4 separate regions of the Mus musculus genome follow, and regions 1, 2 and 3 are each linked to region 4. A link is a contact called in public Hi-C, HiChIP or PLAC-seq and promoter capture Hi-C data. All regions are on one chromosome and are shown on one strand. Each heading gives the region's core, a stretch centred on a gene start, on an enhancer-like site or on the middle of the called end of the contact. The rest is flanking DNA. Distances are from core to core; before and after follow the strand shown. Region 1 overlaps Gm31434 (a long non-coding RNA gene). Region 2 holds the start of Ryk (receptor-like tyrosine kinase). Region 3 has its middle 77 kb from the start of Gm31434. Region 4 holds the start of 1300017J02Rik (RIKEN cDNA 1300017J02 gene).

Evidence for each region. Promoter capture Hi-C pulls out the DNA fragments that hold promoters and counts their contacts. A called contact is a pair of places that touch in the nucleus more often than the background predicts. HiChIP or PLAC-seq counts read pairs in DNA pulled down with a chosen protein or histone mark.
Region 1: a Hi-C map of liver shows a contact between it and region 4, with 1.8 times the contacts expected there. The contact joins the enhancer-like site here to the promoter of 1300017J02Rik in region 4. A contact is called at or near these places in 4 of 39 promoter capture datasets (the C10 cell line, embryonic stem cells, hippocampal neurons and 1 more), 1 of 484 Hi-C or Micro-C datasets (liver) and 2 of 115 datasets of contacts at active chromatin or transcription factors (both in embryonic stem cells).
Region 2: a contact with region 4 is called in a promoter capture Hi-C map of liver, with 2.4 times the contacts expected there. The contact joins the promoter of Ryk here to the promoter of 1300017J02Rik in region 4. A contact is called at or near these places in 3 of 39 promoter capture datasets (the 3T3-L1 cell line and liver).
Region 3: an H3K27ac HiChIP or PLAC-seq map of embryonic stem cells shows a contact between it and region 4, with 5 read pairs. The contact joins the enhancer-like site here to the promoter of 1300017J02Rik in region 4. A contact is called at or near these places in 9 of 39 promoter capture datasets (the 3T3-L1 cell line, 3T3-L1-derived adipocytes, the C10 cell line and 6 more), 1 of 484 Hi-C or Micro-C datasets (LSK cells), 1 of 115 datasets of contacts at active chromatin or transcription factors (embryonic stem cells) and 1 of 9 other capture datasets (embryonic stem cells).

What each region holds. Positions count from the first base shown.
Region 1 is chr9:102,994,690-102,997,389 of GRCm38.p6, forward strand. Gm31434 (a long non-coding RNA gene) reads right to left here. Exons shown (of 3, transcript XR_871114.2): 2 at 578-2,099. Among named protein-coding and RNA genes, the nearest start is that of Gm31434, 6.2 kb to the right of the region's middle. Within about 2 kb of position 1,347, at least 30 of the 459 cell types and tissues checked have an H3K27ac peak or open chromatin away from gene starts, as enhancers often do. A contact at or near this core is called in liver, where this site is marked.
Region 2 is chr9:102,833,519-102,836,218 of GRCm38.p6, forward strand. Ryk (receptor-like tyrosine kinase) reads left to right here and starts at 1,402. Exons shown (of 15, transcript NM_013649.3): 1 at 1,402-1,721. The coding sequence starts at 1,538.
Region 3 is chr9:102,923,573-102,926,272 of GRCm38.p6, forward strand. No RefSeq gene overlaps it. Among named protein-coding and RNA genes, the nearest start is that of Gm31434, 77 kb to the right of the region's middle. Within about 2 kb of position 1,364, at least 51 of the 459 cell types and tissues checked have an H3K27ac peak or open chromatin away from gene starts, as enhancers often do. A contact at or near this core is called in embryonic stem cells, where this site is marked.
Region 4 is chr9:103,287,039-103,289,738 of GRCm38.p6, forward strand. 1300017J02Rik (RIKEN cDNA 1300017J02 gene) reads right to left here and starts at 1,259. Exons shown (of 17, transcript NM_027918.2): 1 at 1,143-1,259. The coding sequence starts at 1,185.

The DNA of each region.
Region 1 (2,700 bases), core at 97-2,596, 290 kb before region 4:
GCCTGCTGAGGGCAACAGACTTCATGTTACCTACAAGGCATTGCCTTTGGAATGGGCTGCCCCTAATTGATTTTAGGTCATCTGACACTTAAAAAGAGAGAAGCGTTTGGGCTAGGGTGGGGTGGACAGGTGTCTCCTCTCTTTCATCATCAAGAGTGTGATGCCTCCTGCCTTGGAGCGATGCTTCCTTACCGAGGAAGAAGCACCAAGGCTCATGGAGAAGCCCATGCTCTATGTTCACATGGAGCAGCGAAGCGTGGACTTGCGCTTATCCTCGGTAGGACTTCCAGGGACTGAGTTTGAAGAAGCCAGAAAAGGGGGTGGAATTAGAGGCAGCATGGAGTCCAAAGGTGGGGGCGGGGTCAGAATGGGCCACCTTCTCTACATCTGCAATGCTCCTGAGGAATGTCACTGTCTGGGAATGTCACTTGTACACTTGCCACCTATTCAGTTCCAGCATCATCACTGGCCCAGAAGCCCCTTTATCTGCAGGGGTTACCTCCAGGACCCCTTATAGACTGATCCTTGAAATGGCAGACAGTTTCTAGCTCTACAAATGTACTATACATATACTTACATAGCCACGATGAAGTTTAATTCCTAAATCAGGCACAGGTGACTCACCACGGTGACAGTAGAATGGAGCCGTTGTTACAACAGGTTGTAATGAAAGTCACAGGACTAGCCTCGGTCAAGAGATCCCTGGTCAGTTCATTATTATTTCTATTTCTGTGACAAAATGCCCGACGGAAGCAGCTTAAAGTTATGTGAGTGTTGTCTCTCCCTCCCTGCTGGTGAGATTGTAGAATGGAATGTCTTCCTAAAGAGATGGGGTAAAGGGGGCGAGGCAGGAGCTGTGCTAAAGTCCTGAGGCACTATTAACCTTAAGTAATCTTGAGTAGACGTCATTGAGCCAGGATGGTGCTGCTGAAAAGCAGCCTAAGGAGGAAAGGACTTTGAGGTTTGGTTGGTTGGTTGGCTGGTTATTTGTTTGGTTCACTCATATTTCAGGTTTATGGTGTGTGGTGATAGGGGAGTTACCATGGCAGGGAGCACGAGGCAGCGGATGCATTGCATCCACGGTCAGGAAGCAGCAGTGACTGGTGATGCTTAGCCTGCTTTGACTGTGTACGCAGTCCACGACAGCAGCCCAGAGACTGGTACCTTCCTAGGTACCATCTCAATGAATCCATCCTCATACGATTCCTCACAGGAAGCTGAGGTAGTCCAGGTGACTCCTCCCATGAGGGCCTGAAGCTTTGCCTCCTGGGAAATTCCACATTCTGTGAAGTCAGCAAGCAATATCAACTGTCACAGGGTAGAAAGTCTGGCAGTTCTCTGCGAGTCATTGAGCAACAGGTGGCAGCTGAGCTCGTGGGATATGAAATGAGAAAGGATCTGAGATGTATCAGACATGTTTCATGCACAGTTAACATGACAATATATTGTGTTGTTGTAAAGTTTATGAGAAGTAGAAATAGACTATTATGACACTATAGCCCTTTTTAGGCTATAAGTAGAAACTGTGGTGTATCCTGCATACCGCCTATGAGATGATGGTCCCATGTCCTCAGCAGGGTACGTGCGTTTCTCTTTGTCTGTTCTGAGCTGCAAGGATGGGCTGGTATCTCAGAGTTCCTCCTGTGCAAACAAGAGTCATGATATGTACATAACTGGTGCTCAGCAAATATTTGTGCAAGGAACAAATAAACATGTCACCCAGGAATGTTCTAGAAGGGAGGCAATGTCAGTGTGGACAGCGGCTTGGACTTTGGAATAGGCCAGATTGCAGCTTGAGTTCCAACCCTGCCTCCAATCAGTCCAGTGAAGCAGATCCCATAGTCAGCCTCTTCCAGCCTCAGTCTTCACTCCTACATGAAGGACACGAGGCCCACGGCTTCTCGCCAGCTTGGTTTTAAAGGCAATATACAGCACAGTAGCTATGAAGGCAGGATTAGGTAACATGACCCGTGCTCACCGGGAGCTAACAGGAGTAGCAGACTCTAACTCACCGTCTAAGGGGTGGGCTCCCCTAGGATGCAGAGGATAAATGTGAGGCTTGACAGTCACAGGAGCTAGAGCATCAGCTTGGAGGCTACCTGGGTGTATGGAAGCAACAGAGAGGAGCTGTGACTGCTCCAGAACCACAAAGGAGAGAGAAAGGCAGGACAGGACCTAGAGTGTCCCCTTGACCCCACCTGAGGTGGGGACCCTGGTGATGCTTTCCATTCCAAAACTGGGTAGAGAAGCTGATGCGTGTTCGGGAGACTGCTTCTTCCTCCTCCCCCTCCTCTTCCTCCTCACCCATCTCCTCCTCTCCTTCCTCCTCCTCTCCCCATTCTTTTTATCAAAGCCCATTATGTTTGCTTCATTATACAACAATGCTGCTAAGATTCAAAAGATAAAGAAAAATGAAATTATACAAGAGCAAAAGTCCACTAGATGCAATTATAATCTTTATACCATACTTTACTGTTTCTCCTAGCCTTACATTGCCTGTCATAGCTCACGTGTGGTAGGTGTACATGTGTATTCGTGTGCACATGGATGTGTGAAGGCCAGAGCCCAATGCTGGGTGTCTCCTTCAATCACTCTCCACTTTAGTTTCTGAGATAGGCTCTCATGCTGAAACTGAAGCTCACCAATTCAGCTAGGCTGGCGAGCCCCAGATCTGCCTCTCTCTTTCTCACCAGTGCTAGG
Region 2 (2,700 bases), core at 152-2,651, 450 kb before region 4:
GTGCTGGGGAACTGAAGCTTGACAAATTGAGGCCAGCTTGTCTCCAAATGGAATCCATCCCTCTCACTACAGGAGAGAGGGGGGAAAAATATCAAGATCCAACTATCCTCCTCTTCGGTCTCTCTCCCTGCCCTGGCAGGGGATACAGGTAATATCTCTCAGGGCCTGCGTGTGGATGGGCAACTGGGAGCTTGAAGCTAGGCCGGGCAGAAAGCAGCTGCTCTCCACAGGCAAGGAGGGAGGCATAAGGTCAGTGAACGGGTCACAGGGATGGGATGACCCTGTTCTGGAGGAAGTGAGAAGGGATGCTTGGGAGCCAGCCTGAGTGATGGCTTGTGGAGTAAGCTTGACTGGGGCTTCCCCAAATTCTTCATCAGAGTCTCTGGGATGTATCAGAGATCCTTAACCGGTTTAGGGAGACAAGGGCTTCCTAGAGCAAGGGATGAAATGTAAAAACCACTCTCCAGTATGTGAAAGCACCCATGCACACAGACAGCCATGTACAGCCATAAGCACACACTCACATACATTCCATGTTTTGGAGGGGGGGGCTGGCATGGACCACAGGTTAAAAGCCCAGATACAGGTTGATTTACAGTAAAGGAGAACTAGGATAATAAAAGTTCGTCACATGTAAAAATAAGCTTGCTGGGCATGGGTGGCACAGGCCTTTAATCCTGGCACTTGGGAAGCAGAGGCAGGCAGATCTCTGTGAGTTCAAGGCCAGCTTGGTCTACATAGCAAGTTCCATGCGGGCCAGGGCTACATAGTGAGACCCTGTCTCAAAACAAACAAACAAACAAACAAACTGTAAACCAAAATACAAAATAAAAAGTTTACTAAGGTTTTATGAGTTTTTTTTGTTTTTGTTTTTGCTTTCTGGAAAGTGTGTGGCATGTGAATTTTAGGGAACAGACATGCTAACTAGAGGCTGACCTCTGATGGTGGGATAAGGGAAGATTTCTACGTACCCGTCCCTTCTCACTAAATAAAACAGCATTCTTTTCTTTTGAGACAGCATCCAAGACTCAGGGCGCACCTGGGGAAGAATAAAGAGACCAACCGACTCTAGGCCTCAACGACTTGGGCTGGGGACTGGCTATATTAGCCTAGAGCCCTTCGCCTGGCCAGGGCACTTCATTATTGTTTTTGATTAGTTTGTGTCTCTTTAACTCATTTCCTTTATTCCTCGCGCGTTTCAGCCTGGCAAACAACGTAATGTTATTTATACCAACCCCTACGCGCGGCCCCCACCCCGACCTCAGGTCTGAGACGCTCTCCCGTGCACGCGCGCCCCAGAACCAGGCGCTCTCGGTCGGGCGGCACATGCGTGCGCGCCCTCGCGCACGGCGGGCACGCGCACGCGCGCGTCTCCGCCCGCAGCTCGCCCCCCCACCCCCTCCCGTTCCCGGGCGGCGGGTCTGAAGCGGCGGCGCGATGAGCTGGCCGGCCGCCCCCGGCTCGGGGCTGTGAGGCGCTCGGGGCCGGGGTGCGCGGCGGCGCGGCGGGCGGCGGACGCTCCTGCTCGGCGGCGGCCATGCGCGCGGGCCGGGGCGGCGTCCCGGGGAGCGGCGGCCTGAGGGCCCCGCCGCCGCCGCTGCTGCTGCTGCTGCTGGCGATGCTGCCCGCCGCCGCCCCGCGGTCCCCGGCCCTGGCCGCCGCTCCTGCGGGACCCAGCGTGAGCCTCTACCTGAGCGAGGACGAGGTGCGCCGGCTGCTTGGTGAGTGGCGCGGCTCCCGGGGCCTCGTGAGCCCGCGGTGCTGCCGCTGCGCCGCCCGCGCTCTCTCTCTCTCTCTCCCTCTCTGCAGCCTCCCTGCGCGTGTCACTCTAGGCCGCGGAGCTCCGGAGCCTCGGAGTCGGCGCTCGGGACACGGGTGGCCGCTCCTTAGCCTGCTGTGGGTGGCCCACAGGCCACGCCGCCGCCGTGCGCTTGCTTTCTGGTTAGCGAGTGGGGGGCAAGGTGAGCCGGGCGCCCTGAGTTGTGTGGCATCCTGCACACCTTCGGGCCGACCGGATCCCAAGCATCGGGGTTTGCCTTGGGTTCCTTGAGTGTGACCTGATGCTGCCGTTCCAGGCCACTTGCCTACTCTGCAGACCCTGAAGCGAGAGGAGAACTTGGCTTTGGGGTCCGTCGGCGGTGGTTCCGTTTACCTGTTTAGCCCGTTGTTTGGGGAGTCCGACTCTGCCCTCCGCTTGGAACTCTGTGCATTCTGAAAATCAGCCCTTGAAGGAAGGCCTGGCCAGCCATCAAAAGGAAGTCTCTGATAGTTAGGGATACCCAGCTTTTGCCGTCTTTTGTGCATTAAGGCAGTCCCTTCACTTTTTATCGGGGTGTTTTAGAGTGAAGTGTTGGAACTGGAAAGGTCTCCCCCTAAATATCCATTAAGTGTCACTTTTTTAGTGAGCGAGTATGCCTCCCCCAAGTGTGTGTGTGTGTGTGTGTGGTGTGCGCGCGCGTGTGTATGCGTATGTGTGTATTAGAGGAGGTTTTTTTGTTTGTTTGTTTGTTTGTTTGTTTTGTTTTGTTTTTCCTTTCCAGACAGGGACTTTATGTAGCCTGGGCTGTTTTGGAATCCACTATGTAGACCAGGTTGGCCTCAAGCTCACAGAGAGCCTTCTGCCTGTTAGAAGAGTTTCTTAGGGTCTGTTGAGAGAGTTTAGCCTCGGAATGAAAACTGCTTTTAGCAGACTGTTTAGAC
Region 3 (2,700 bases), core at 114-2,613, 360 kb before region 4:
AGATGTATCCATGTAGCCTCCACCCCCAAATCTTTAGACAAAGGCCAAACCCAAAGTAAAATGTCTGCTAGGCATAACTGGGCAGATCCCTGGTATACAGGCAGCCCAGCTCAGGGAGCTGAGAGAAGGGAGGATTGGATAGAGCAACATGCACACATGATGACTGGCTTTGTTACAACCCAGAAGACAGAACTGGCTGTGTCTCGACCTAAGAGACAGAGCAGGTACTCAGGTGGGCAGGCCAGCGGGACTTCCTGAGGCAGTGTGGCCTGACCTTGAAGGACATGGCAACATTCCCATCGGGAACCCCAGCCCTTTGCAGCGCAGCCTCTTGAGACAAGGCCTTCGGCGACAGTGAGAAGAAAGTTGCCACATCTGCCACACCTTAGCCCTAGAACGAAGCAGTGCTGTTGTTTCTGTTTCGTTCGGCTGCAACCTGTGCTTAAGATAGCCTGGCTCTGCGGGGCCCGGGAGGGCTGAGCTCAGTTCAGAGGAGCTGTGTGCTCCAATGGGAAGATTACCCAGAACACTGGCCTGGAAAGACAGTTCTCAGCACTCGCCCTCCCTTCTGTGGACACTCCCCACAGGCGTCAGTCTCAGACTGTCTTTCTCTAAGGCCCTGGGGGCTATGAAGTCTGTGACCTGGATGTTGTGGGACCACAGCCTGATGTGCTGATTTTGTCCTGTGACAAGTACCTAAGGACCCAGCGTAAAGTGTCTTCTTACCTCCCCAGATCTTCCTATAATCCTCTTGGCTGAGATAGCTGGGTTCTTGGCTGCGGGGCACCATAGATTGGAATGCTGTGGACTATGTGGGGAGAGGCCCCTTAAGGAAACAGGTGCTGTTGATATCATCAACAGCTCGAGCAAACCAACACAGCCAGAAGGAGCTGTCTCAGGATGCCCGAGTTGGGGATATTCACAGAAGGAGAGAGGGCGAGCTCTGGGGGACCTCTTCCCACATCCACTGTTGCTGGTGCGGGTTGTCTTGTGCCTGAAATTCCACTTTTGTGCTCCTAAGACCTTGGCAGCCTCATTAACTTGCCAGTGCAACCTTGCTTACCTGTTTGGAATCCTGGGCTTAGTTCCCTGGCTCTAGCAAAGTGTTATAGGACGCTGAGCTTCTTTGGCCGAGCCTTTGTGGCTTCCATGGTCCCGGCCACATTCTTTCCCTCCACTGCTATCACCACCGTTACCAACCAAACTGCTACAGGGCCTGACAGGAAGCCAGTTTGAGATTAGGGAACAGATTGGGGCTTCCCCACAGGCTGGTATTCCTTCAGGCAACTTCTTGTTGATCCTGGAGACTCCGGTAAACCTAATCAACATTCCTGGGCCCCAGTGAGGCAGGCTATTGCTTCTGGCTATTTGCCTCATTGTCTCCTAGCATTGACGTCATCAACCTTGTGATCTTCCAGCTTGTTATCTCTAATAAGATAATAGTATTCTACCATCACTAGCCACTATCACTTCTACCAACTGTTGGTCCTCTCAAGCCCACCCAGCTGCGTGACGAAAAACACCCTGCTACAGGACAGAAAGCCGCCGCTACCTCATCTGCTTCGTTCTCCTCCTAGCCAATCTGAGAAGCCCAACTCTCTGGGGGGCGGGGCATGGAGCACAGCCCCCTTTTTTTTTTTGCCTTTCTTACACGTGAGCCCTTAAAACTGGCCACGTGCCAGTCAGTCATCCTTGTCTCTGTCCAATCCAGAGGCCGCCCCCACCCCACCCCCACTGCCTTGTCCCTCCAAATAATAAAATCTCTGTGGTGAGAATCTGGCCCACAGTAGGAAGGGCTCCCCTATCACTTGATGTGATCATGGCAACCAAGGGCCCACTGGCGTGTCTGGAGGTCCATCTCCCAGGTGCCTCTGGATTGTCAGGTTGACAACTAACACCAGCTACCACAATTACTTTATTTATTTCTGAGTTTGAGATTGTTTTGTTTTGTTTTGTTTTGTTGAGACAGGGTCTCTCTATGTAGTCTTGGCTGCCCTGAACTGTCGATGTAGAGCAAGCTGACCTCAAACTCACAGAGACCCACCTCCCTCTGATTCTCAAGAGCCAGGATTAAAAGCATATATTACCACACCCAGCTGACTTCTTTTCTATATCTCACAATATGAAACTTCTGTCAGGCAGATAATTTGCAAATGTTTTTCTCAATTTGTGGTTGCCTTTTTATTTATTTGATAATGTTCTTTGAAGACAAAGTCTTTTAATTTTTAATTCACCGAATTATTGATCTACTTTATTTACTTATATTTATGTGATGTGTGTAAGACAATGTTTCCTGACTTACTCCAATTGCTATGTCAGGATTGCTAAGCTTACTCCAGTGCTCCCGTCTAAGAATTTTACAGTTTAAGTTCAATTCTAAGTATTTTACAGATCTTAACACTTACACCATAATCTACTTAAACTAATTTTTACTTAAGACCTAAAGTGAAAACTCTAGGTCCTGTGCATATCTCATTATTTCCAACGCATTATTTGTTTAAAATAATTCTATTTTCCTTTCTTGATTCTCTTGACTGAAAAACCGAGTGGATCCCATTTTGACTCTTGTGTTGATCCATATGCCCATCCTTTTGCCAACACAGTTACTATCTTACTACCATATGTAAGTTTGCATGTGTGGGAGTGCACATGGTCTGGGAGGCTAGAGGTCAACCCCTAGGGTGTTGTTCAGGGGCCATC
Region 4 (2,700 bases), core at 9-2,508:
GAACTTCTGGTCTGTGTCTGACATTGCTGGCAATGGTGGCGGAACGCTATTTAGCAGAACACTGGCTCAGTTCAGGGGAATTCTGAAAGAGATCAGGCAGCTGCATTCTGAGAGCGAATGACCCTCTGGGTGGCTACAGATGGCACTGCTGGGCAGAAGAGGCAGACATATACTGTGCACCATTGCCGGGCTCTGGCCACCCTAGGTATTATTTACCACGGTCTCAGATCAGACAAAGCTAAAGGGAGGAGGATCCAACCGTGGTTGAGACAGGAAGAGCTCTTCACAGTGCATGAGTTCTTCCCTGGAGCCTGTTCTCCCTACCCACGAAAGGGCTTCTTGTATTTGTGAGCGTAGAACTCTGCCTGCCTCTGGCTGTGTTAGCTCATTTCTCCAGCAACTGTGTGTTTGTTGGGTAAACATAACTTTTTTTAAAAAAAAGTTAACATTGTGTGGAAGCCACATGGGGGTCAGAGGACAGATTTCTTTTCTTTTTTTTTTTTTTTTTTGGTTTTTTTAAATTTTTATTTTATGTGCTATACTTATTATTACTACAGAGGACAGATTTCAAGAGTGGATTTCCTCTTCTACCATTTGGTCCTGGAGGTCATATGTCGTCAATCACAACATCAGCCCCTTTACCTACCAAAGCAGTGAAACAAGTTGTGGGGTTTTTTTGTTTGTTTATTTGTTTTGTTTTGTTTTTTTTATTTTCCTCTCCTATCTCTCATATATTGCTGCAATTTCCCCTCCTTCCTCTGAGTCCCTCTTCACATCCCCTGTCACCAACTACGTCTCCATTTTCCTTCAGAAAAGGGCAGGCCTCCCAGGGATATCAACCAAACGCGACATAACAAGTTACAAAAAGACTAGGCACCTCCCTGGTATTAAGGAGGATGTGGCAGGAAAAGGGTCCCAAAAGCAAGCAAAAGAGTCAGCGACAATCCACTATGACCGCCTCAGTGAGGGCAAAGGACAGCCGGGGGACTGCGTGGCAGGTGAATTCCAGTCCAAAGTGATTACTCTTCTCTAGGCTCATAGTCTATCCAACCACATTTGATCCCTGAAGTGTATGGTCAGCAAATGACACCTGGTCCCCTCCCCAGAGGGCCGGCCCCCTGCCTGGCTCTCAGCACACTCACCTAGGGTCCCCAAGCATAGAAGGGCGCAGATGAGCAGCCTCATTTTCAACTGTGGAACTGCGTTCTGCTTGCTCTCCCCCAGCCTAGGTGCACTTTACCCAGAAGGCAGTGTTGACTGATGAATCTGCCTACTGGGAAAGGTTCTTCAGCCCCAGTCCGGGCTGGTCGCCACTGCCACACCCTCCATGCCTTCCTTATCTGGCCAAGCAGATACTCAGGCGGCTAGGGACACTATTTTTTCTCTCTCTGTCCCCGGTTCGGTCCCTGGGTGGAAACGGTGCTTCTCCGGGAAAGCCGGCGCGCACATGCATAAGACCTTAACACAATTTTCTTTTGGAAATTCTCACTTCTCACTAAGGACTCTAAGTTGACTAAGCTGAGGTCCTCCCGCTGTCCTGCGACCCCAGTGGAGCTATCTCTTCTGTGACACAGCCCATAGTTTCTCCTCTATCTCCCCACCCCCACCCCCACCCCCACTCCACACCACACGCACCAGTGTTGCTTGTCCCAGCTGTGTAAGGCCTGGCTCAGGCACAGATCTGACATGCAGAGTTTCTCGCTCACCCGGCTGCAGCCCTGTCCGAAAGGCTGTGCGACCTCTGCCTAGAAAAAGTCTGGTAATTTTAAATAAAACTCGAAGAACTTCTAATTAAAATATAGTAGTAGGTGTACAACAAACCCTGCTAGCACAGTGTAATAATTATCACTAAGAGGACTCCGGTAGAGCCAGTCCACATCCAGGAGGCCGAATCCCTGCAGAGCTTCTCCCACATAGGTGGCCCCTACATGGAACAGAAACGGAAGTCTGCTAACTTCAGGACTCCACAGAGATGAAAACTTACAGCGCAGAGCCTGGCTTCTCTCACCCAAGTTTAAATTGGTATGATTTATCTATGCAGAGGTGTGTGGTTGCCCACCAGCTATCAGTGTGGCCTATTGTTTCATATCATGTGAATGAAGAATATTTCATCTCTCACCCTGATTGACAATTGTAGTACCGATTCCATCCTTACAGACAGTGCCGCTAGGAACAGAAATTTCATTTCATTTTATATACATTACTAGGATCTAAAACTAAATAAAAAAAAGCAGGGCCTGGTATGGAAGTACAGGCCTGAAACCCCAGCATTTGGGAAGTGGGGACAGTGGGATTAGGAGTTCGAGGTTTCAACTACGTGCCCTATTGGAGACTTCCCTAGGCTAGAGACCTTGTCTCGAAAACCAAGCATGTAGGGCTGGAGAGATGGCTCAGCGGTTAAGAGCAAGTGCTGCTCTTCCAGAGGACCAGAGTTCAATTCTGGCACCCATGTTGGACGGCTCACAACTAACTACCTGTAACTCCAGCGACAGGGGGACCTGACACCCCTGGACTCCAGCTACAGGTCATCTGGCTTCTGTGGGGGCTCACACTCCTTTGTATATACAAAAAGCAAAAACAAAACTTAAAGAAAGAAATAGAAGACACAATCAGGAAAACGGCACAATTTTTGCACATTGAACTTGAGCACAGTGTCTTTCTTGAGTTATTTTGTTAAATCTGTTTCTTTCCAGTGTTCTG